Linked DNA regions of Oryctolagus cuniculus: region 1 is linked to region 2. Evidence: chromatin contacts called from public Micro-C data. All regions are on one chromosome and are shown on one strand. Each heading gives the region's core, a stretch centred on a gene start, on an enhancer-like site or on the middle of the called end of the contact. The rest is flanking DNA. Distances are from core to core; before and after follow the strand shown.

What was found. A called contact is a pair of places that touch in the nucleus more often than the background predicts.
Region 1: a Micro-C map of ear pinna shows a contact between it and region 2, with 3 times the contacts expected there. The contact joins the promoter of DUSP23 here to the enhancer-like site in region 2. A contact is called at or near these places in 2 of 6 Hi-C or Micro-C datasets (ear pinna and an unstated tissue).

What each region holds. Positions count from the first base shown.
Region 1 is chr7:39,168,713-39,172,496 of mOryCun1.1, forward strand. DUSP23 (dual specificity phosphatase 23) reads right to left here and starts at 2,043. Exons shown (of 2, transcript XM_002715275.5): 1 at 1,646-2,043; 2 at 1-412. The coding sequence starts at 1,912. The coding sequence ends at 227.
Region 2 is chr7:39,053,567-39,057,489 of mOryCun1.1, forward strand. It overlaps CFAP45 (cilia and flagella associated protein 45), which reads left to right. Exons shown (of 12, transcript XM_008264244.4): 3 at 1,348-1,490. Among named protein-coding and RNA genes, the nearest start is that of CFAP45, 9.8 kb to the left of the region's middle. Within about 2 kb of position 2,510, at least 4 of the 8 cell types and tissues checked have an H3K27ac peak or open chromatin away from gene starts, as enhancers often do. A contact at or near this core is called in ear pinna, where this site is marked.

The DNA of each region.
Region 1 (3,784 bases), core at 793-3,292, 110 kb after region 2:
AGGTTATTTGCTTCAAGAAAACAGTTCAGGGCTCCCTTCAACTCCCACCTCAACGGGGTCCTAGCCATCCCGTCAACCAGGACCTGCCTGCAGGGGTGGCTACTTGAGTCTCTTGAACCGGCCAGGAGCCGCAAGGTTAAATCCTTTAGTCCGTTTCCCTTCGTCTCTGGCTCTGTCTACCCCACAGGGCGGGACAGGAGGAGCCCGGAGAAGGGTGCCGAGGCTGTTACTTAGTTCGCTGGTAGAACTGGAAGACGGCCTTCTCTTGTTCATAGGTCTCGATGGAGCCAGGTCGCAGGCGTCGGATTTCAGCAATGGCATCGCCTGCAGCCAAGCCCTTCTCCTTCACCAGGTAGCAGGCCAGCATGGTGCCAGTGCGGCCATAGCCCAGGGCGCAGTGCACTCCCACCGCCTGTGAAGAAGAAGTTGAGGGTGTGGAGCCCAACACCCTCCCCGTCATTCTTGTGCTGCTCACTGGGATCAGTACCCTCCCCACAGCGGCTTCTCCAGGATAGGCCCAGGGCTCTTTTCATGCCTTCAGAGGGCAAGTGACATCAGTCAGGGAGGGTGTCCCTGCACCCCAGTGGCTAGGAAGCCTCTGAAGTGGCTGGTTCCAGAGCCAGGCTCCGGGCCTCCATCTACACAGCCTTCTACCTGTGCTATCCACTACAAGGGCCTCTATGCATGGCTCCTGTGTACTTAAAATGTGGCCATTTCAAATGACATGCGGTGCAAAACACACACCTGAGTCTGAAGAGGCAGTACAATAAAAGGAAAGCAGCTGTCTACTATTTCAGAAGTGGGCATTACTCCCTACTCGCATCTCATATTGGAGTTCCTGGTTCTGCTCCTGGATACTCCACTTCTGCTCTAGCTTCTGAATGCTAATGTGAACCCCAGGTTCATGTAGTTGGGTATCTGCCACCCATGCAGGGAAACTGGACTGAGTGTGGGCTCCTAACTTTAGTCTGGCCCAGACCTAGCTGTTGCAAGCATTTAGGGAGCAAACCAGTGGGTGGAAGATCTCTCTTCATCTGTCTTTTTATACCTTTCTTATAAAATGAAAAACAAATTTTTAATTTTACATTGACTGCGTGTTTAAATGATAATATTTCTGACTTACCAAGTTAATATTATCCAAATTAACTTCACCTGCGTGTTTTTACTCTTTAAAACATGTGATCGCTAGAAAATTTAAAATTACATATGCAGGTGCTTTGAAAGGCTTGTGGAAAATGAAATGAAATTTATTGTGGTGCAAAAAATTTTGAAACCTATGCAAAGGGTTGTCAGAAAAGTTCATGAAAAATATGTATCATGAAAATACTTTTCATGGATTTCAGATTTTTTTTGGAACCAAAACGAGCTTACCTTTCAATTCTGCTCTCTGAACTTTTTTAAGTGCCCTGGTATGAGAACATAGCTACGGAAACCGGAAAACAGGCTCGCTCTGACTTCACCTTGCACTTCTCCCGAGTCTGTCCAGCCTTTGACCTCTCAAGCGCTGCCTAGCCCTCTCCCCTTCGCTCCTCTGTAGCGTCTTCATCCTCTTCCCCATAAGGGCCTCCCCGCAGCCAGCTCCGCCCACGTCCCCAGCTGAGTCCGGCCAAGTCCCGCCCTCCCCGCGCCGACCCCGCCCGCTGACCTCGCCCCGCGCGTTGGCCTCGTCCACGATCTGCACGAAGCGGTCGATCTGGTTGGGGGCGGGCGGGCAGAAGTCCGGGATGCGCAGCCGGTGCACGGTGAGGCCCGGGCAGCTGTCGCTGTGCGGGGGCCCGCGCTCCGTCAGGGACACCAGGTGCCGCACTCCCAGCTCAAGCAGGAACTGGTAGTGGGCGGGGAGCCGCGGCAGCGCCAGCCCCGCCAGCCGGCCCGGCAGCACCCAGGAGAAGTTGGGGGGCTGCACTCCCATGGCTGGGGGTCACCCGGGGCGAGGCTGGCACTGCTAGAGCCGCCCTCCCGTCACCTCTATTCGGGCGGGCAGTAACCGGCCACCTACGCGGCTTCGGCGCCGACCGGGCCACGTGGGTTGCGGGACCCCGCCCCCGGGTCCGGTCCGCCGCTGGGGATTGGCCGAGCCGCCCGGGGGCGTGGCTAGAGCGCGGTCCTCCAGGCTTTGAGCAATGCAAAGTGGCAGCGCGATCCACCCCCCCACCGCCACCGCCCCCAGGCCCGCCCAGGACAATCGTTGGTTGGTTGCATCATCAATAATGGGCGGGATTACTGCAGCCGTGCGCAACCCAAACAGCCAAGCAGGAAAACCTGGAACGAATGAATTGTTTTCTGTGGCTGAGACAACACGGGGTCGGGCTCTGCTGCGCCCTGGCGGTGTGTTGGTGTTACTGCAACTCTGGGTAGCCGCCTCTGCCTCCCTAAGGCCTGGGCCACACTTTGTCCAGGGGGATGGGCAGTCTCTCCTGTGACTGACAAGTCGTTATCAGTATGGCTTTTTGAATTCTCCCAGTATGAGGGAATCACCACCGCACGGGCACCATCCTTATTTTCCCATTGCTGGAACTATTAAGAATTCTGGGCTACCCTCTAACACTCTGAGATCTTACCAAGACAATAACTACAGTTGTAGTACTAATAATAATAACCAACCAATTCATGTGAGCATCTACTACGTGCCAGCTACTCTTCTAAGTATGTTACATGTATTAATTCATTTAATCACCACGATAATGAGATAGGTGACCTAATTAACCCCATTTTGTACATGAGAAAATTCAGGCACTGAAGAGGCAAGAGGCTCAGGAACTTTTTTTTTTTTTTTTTTAAGGAAAGGGTTTATTGGGGGAAACCCAAAGGCTGGAGGGAAGGGGCGAAGAAGGAAAAAGAGCATAAGAGAGCGAGATCAAGAGAAAGAGAGGGAGAGAGATTAAGAGACAGAGAGAGATCAAGAGAGGGCCCTGTGTTCAGGACCCGGTCCTGTTAAACCTTTGCATGGGGGTCGGGTAGGGAAATAGGAGCAGAGAATCTCTTTAGGATGGGGGTGGAGCTGACACCAGTGGTTGGGCCATGCGGTCACTGGCTTCCAGCAATGGTGAGGGGTGGGGTGGGGTGGGGGGTCAGAGCCTAGTATGGTGTTCAGGGCATAGATTGTGCCATAGATGACTGTGGCATTTTACTAACATTCCCCCCTCCCTTTTTTTTTTTTTTTTTTTTTTATAAAGCAAGAGTTGTATGGGATTACATTGGCCCCAAAAGTCCAGGAGGGGTAGAGGGTAGATGATCTGTCTTTAGAGCTACTTCCTGCTGGCATGGGACGACGAGGTACTCTCTGCTGGCATGACGTGATAGCTCAAGCCACTGTCTCCTGGGTGAGGCTCGGGAACTTGACCAGCAGATGAATCTTTAACAGCACAGAAACTGTTAATTAAACAAAATTAGTTTTTCATCATGTAACCATCCTCACACCCCAAATATGAACTGGTACAGATACCTGTGGGCTTTCTGAATTTTTTCTCTAGTGCACATTTCTTCCTATTTCAGGGTTTCCAGGCTGGCTGGATTACCCTCCACTGGGCAGGCTGGAGTTGATCAGCGTTGCTCTTGTCAGGTGGGGACCTAGATCTGAACAAGCTTCTTTAGCTGAGCTCTGAAGGGTGCAAATCTTTGGGCTTCTAGGGATGCAGAGTGACTGTAACTGTGAAAACTCTTATTGAATGTGCTAGTGTGTCGGGCCCTGTGGTAAGTGCTTTTGGAAAGAAGGTGCTCTATGTCCATTTTGTACGTGAGTAATCTGAGTCTGAGAGACGGTTAACACGGCCAGGCACAGGTC
Region 2 (3,923 bases), core at 1,260-3,759:
GATCCACATGTAGTTTTCCAGTCAAGGCAAAGAGAGATGTGGCAACGTGCAGGGGCTCCAAGGGGAGTCACTCTGGCCAGCAACAAAGGGCGATCAGAAGCTCACTGCCCTTGGCCTTGCTGGTGGGGGAGAGAGTCCCGGGTGTCTCCTAGCCAGCAGTAGGGGGCAGGAGTGGCCTGTGGCATGGCTGAGTTGTGCCCACTTGGAAGCAGGGATGGGCACCAGGTGGCAGCAGCACTCCGGGGACTGTCTGTGCACGCGAAGTTCTCAGGACAGGTAAGGCCATCCACCTGCTTCCAGGCGGGTTCCCAGTTACTGCATTAAGGACAAACGAAATTTTCTCCTGTGTTTAGAAACTCCCTGAGATAAGTGACTTCATTTTCTTTTCATCTTAACTCCTTCTTGGTCAGAAAATTTTGAAGAAAATCGTACAGCTACTTTGTATTCTTCTTGCTGAATTCTAATTCACTGAGAGCCTCATCACATTAGATACATATTTTTAAAAGATTTATTTATGTATTTGAAAGACAGAGTTAGAGAGAGAGAGCGAGCTTCCATCGGCTGGTTTATTTCCCAAATGGCCGTGATAGCCAGGGCAGTGCCAGGAGCCAGGAGCTTTTTCTGGTTCCCCCATGTTGGTGGCAGGGACCCAAGCACCCAAAAATCCTCCGTCGCTTTCCCAGGAGCATTAGCAGGGATCTGGATGGGAAGTGGAGCAGCGGGGACTTGAACCTGTGCTCATATGGGATCCTGCTGTGCCATAACACTGGCCCCATAACGTTAGATTTGAAGGACAGGACTCTGTTGGGCTATTTATCTGTTTCTAACTCTCTCATTATGGCAGTTTTGGGAGGTTCAAGTAAGTTAATCATTAAAAATTAAAAATTACTAATATTGTAGATTGTGTGAGTCTATTACAGATTATATTGCTCCAAACTCAGTGTGGTCCAAGAGTCTCAGAGTATTCATTATTTCATGGAGAGAGGAGAACCTAGATACTCAAACTTTCCTTTGTACTCCTGGTGACTTAAGTGAGGATAGATACAGACAAGCAATGGCTCTCCTTTCCTCCCCTCCATCCCATAAAGAGTAGCTGCACAAGAACAAGAGGCCTTGCTCTTGGAAGAGCCCATCCAGAGTAGAGCCAGCCCTGCTCACATAAAGGGCACTGTGCTGCCTTCTCAGTCCCCGGCTCTTAGTGGTCCTGCAGTCTGGCCCCCAGCCAGCATGCCCTGCCAGTGGGTGGGGTGGAGGCCCCGGGAGAAGGGAAGGTGACAGATGAAGTAGAGACTGGCCAGCAGGAAGTGGGATGACCAGCTACTTAAGCCCTCCTTTCTGACCTCGTAGCCTCTGACCCAGGCAGAGAATGACAGCCCCATCGTGCTGCTCCGAGATAAGCACACCCTCCGGAAAACTCTCACTGCCATGGGCTTGGACCACAAGCCAGAGACCATTCAGCTCATCACCCGGGACATGGTCCGAGAGCTCATGTGAGTGCCCTGGGGTCCCCCGCTCAGCCTGCACTGCTGAGGATCTCTGCAGTGGGAGGGGAAGCCTGCCTGGTCTCCTATCAGTCCAGTCCGTCCTCACTGCCCTTTTCACAGTCTCCTTTTGTTTCCTGCCCTTTCTTTCTCCTCGGTTGCATCTGTTATCACCATTGCCCTCCAAACCCAGCTTCCTCCTCCCTCCTTTCTTCCGGCTGGCTGTGGAATCTAAGGAACTGGTGCGGGGGAAGAACTCAGTGGGTCCTCTCTGATCCCCCCAACCCCCCCAGCAAAGTTGGTAAAGGGAAGTGTTCCCGATGAGTCACTTCCTTTAGGCTGCATTCAGAATCTGAAGCAAAGGGAAACTGACCAGATGCCTAATTAGCCCTCTGGCTTCTTCCCAGACTCTGAGGCCATCTGAGGAAATTCACTGGGGCTCCTCGGGTTCCTTTGGGATTAGCTCACCCTTGCTTCCTGGCTGGAGCTGCCCTCTTTGCTCCGGTGGAACTCAGCAATGTTCCATGGGCCTACACTGTGCTTAGCGGTTTAGCTCCTGCATTACTGCTTCTCCTCTGTTACTTTTCTTTTTTTTTTCTTTTTTTTTATTTTTTGACAGGCAGAGTGGACAGTGAGAGAGAGAGAGACAGAGAGAAAGGTCTTCCTTTGCCGTTGGTTCACCCTCCAATGGCCGCCGCGGCCGCCGTGCCTGATCCGATGGCAGGAGCCAGGAGCCAGGTGCTTTTCCTGGTCTCCCATGGGGTGCAGGGCCCAAGCACCTGGGCCATCCTCCACTGCACTCCCGGGCCACAGCAGAGAGCTGGCCTGGAAGAGGGCCAACCGGGACAGAATCCGGCGCCCCAACCGGGACTAGAACCCGGTGTGCCGGTGCTGCTAGGCGGAGGATTAGCCTAGTGAGCCGCGGCGCCGGCCCCCTCTGTTACTTTTCTTCCATCATCTGAATCCACCCACTAAAAACTTGAATTCTCAGAAAATGCTGCCTGTGTCAGGAACTGGGGCATGGCTCACGAGCTGAGCTTCACAGTAGGTCCTGAGGTGGACATGGACCAGCCAGCCCCAGCATCAAATGGCCAGACGTTGTCAGTTCTGCCTAGGACCCGAGAAAGGGTTCCTTCTTGGAGTGGTCTTGATTGGAAACAAACTCACTGGCGGCCAAGTGGCTGGTTACTTTGCAGAGGTATTGAAAGCAGCCCTAGATTCAGATCCGTCCTTCCTGGTCACTGCAGACCCTCGGCTGTTTTGGGCCACATTGCTTGGTGAAGTACAAATCTTGGCTAAGCCCCAAATCCAGTCACTCACTGCATCTGCCCCATGGATCCCCGCCCCACCCCCACTGGTTTTATTAGGTGAGGTTCTGCTTCCTGTCTCAGACTGCGTTTACAGCCTTGTGCCTGTTAAATGGCCTCACCCAGAAGCAGCTTTATTCCAACCCCCCACTACCCCTCCCCCATCTTTTAATGTATGTCACTTGTTTGTAATCATCATAATTAGCTATTGGTTTGTTGCGTGCGTTGGGCAGCTGAAAAGGTCTATAGGCACAGCTCCTGCTGTTGTTGATCAGATATTTTAATTAATATTTAGGGTTCAAAGCTTCTCTCTAGGCTGGGTGAACAGGCATGTTTAGGTTTCTCGCTAGCATCCATTTCAACCTTGTATGGCACTCCCTTGCCCTTTTTATGTCATTGGGAATAATCTAATTTTAAAGTTCAGAACTCAAAACAGTTGAGTACTCGATGCCAAGCACCGTGCAGCAACTAGGCTCCCAATGTCGATAGGACAGAGTCTGCCTCCTGAAAGACCTGGTAAAGGAAACAGACCCTGCTATTGACTACAGTGTGGGCAGTCAGAACAGTGTGGTGGGGACTCGGGAGGAGGTGACCTGGGGCTTGGGCAGTGGGTGTGGGCAGATGTGAACACAGGGGAAGGTCTCGGACAGTTGCATGGAGAAAGTAACACTAAACTGGACCTTGTATAGAATGACTTAAAATGTCTTTTTTTTTTTTTAAAGATTTATTTATTTATTTGAAAGGCAGAGTTTATAGGGAGAAAGAGAGAGGCAAAGACAGAGAGAGAGAGAGAGAGAGAGAGAGGGAGATATCCTCCATTTGCTGGTTCACTTTCCAAGTGGCTGTGATGGCCAGAGCTGGGCCAATTTGAAGCTAGGAGCCAGGAGTCTCCTCTAGGCGCCTATGTGGGTGCAGGGGCCCAAGCACCGGCCCATCTTCTGCTGCTTTCCCAAGTACATTAGCAAGGAGCTGGATCAGAAGTGGAGTAGCTGGGACTTGAACCGGTGTCCATATGGGATGCTGGCATTGCAGGTGGCAGCTTTACTGGCTATGCCACAATGCCAGCCCCTAAAATGTCTTTTTAATATCTACAATACTACCTGATCCTTCTCTGGAACCCTTACTCCCCATGAAT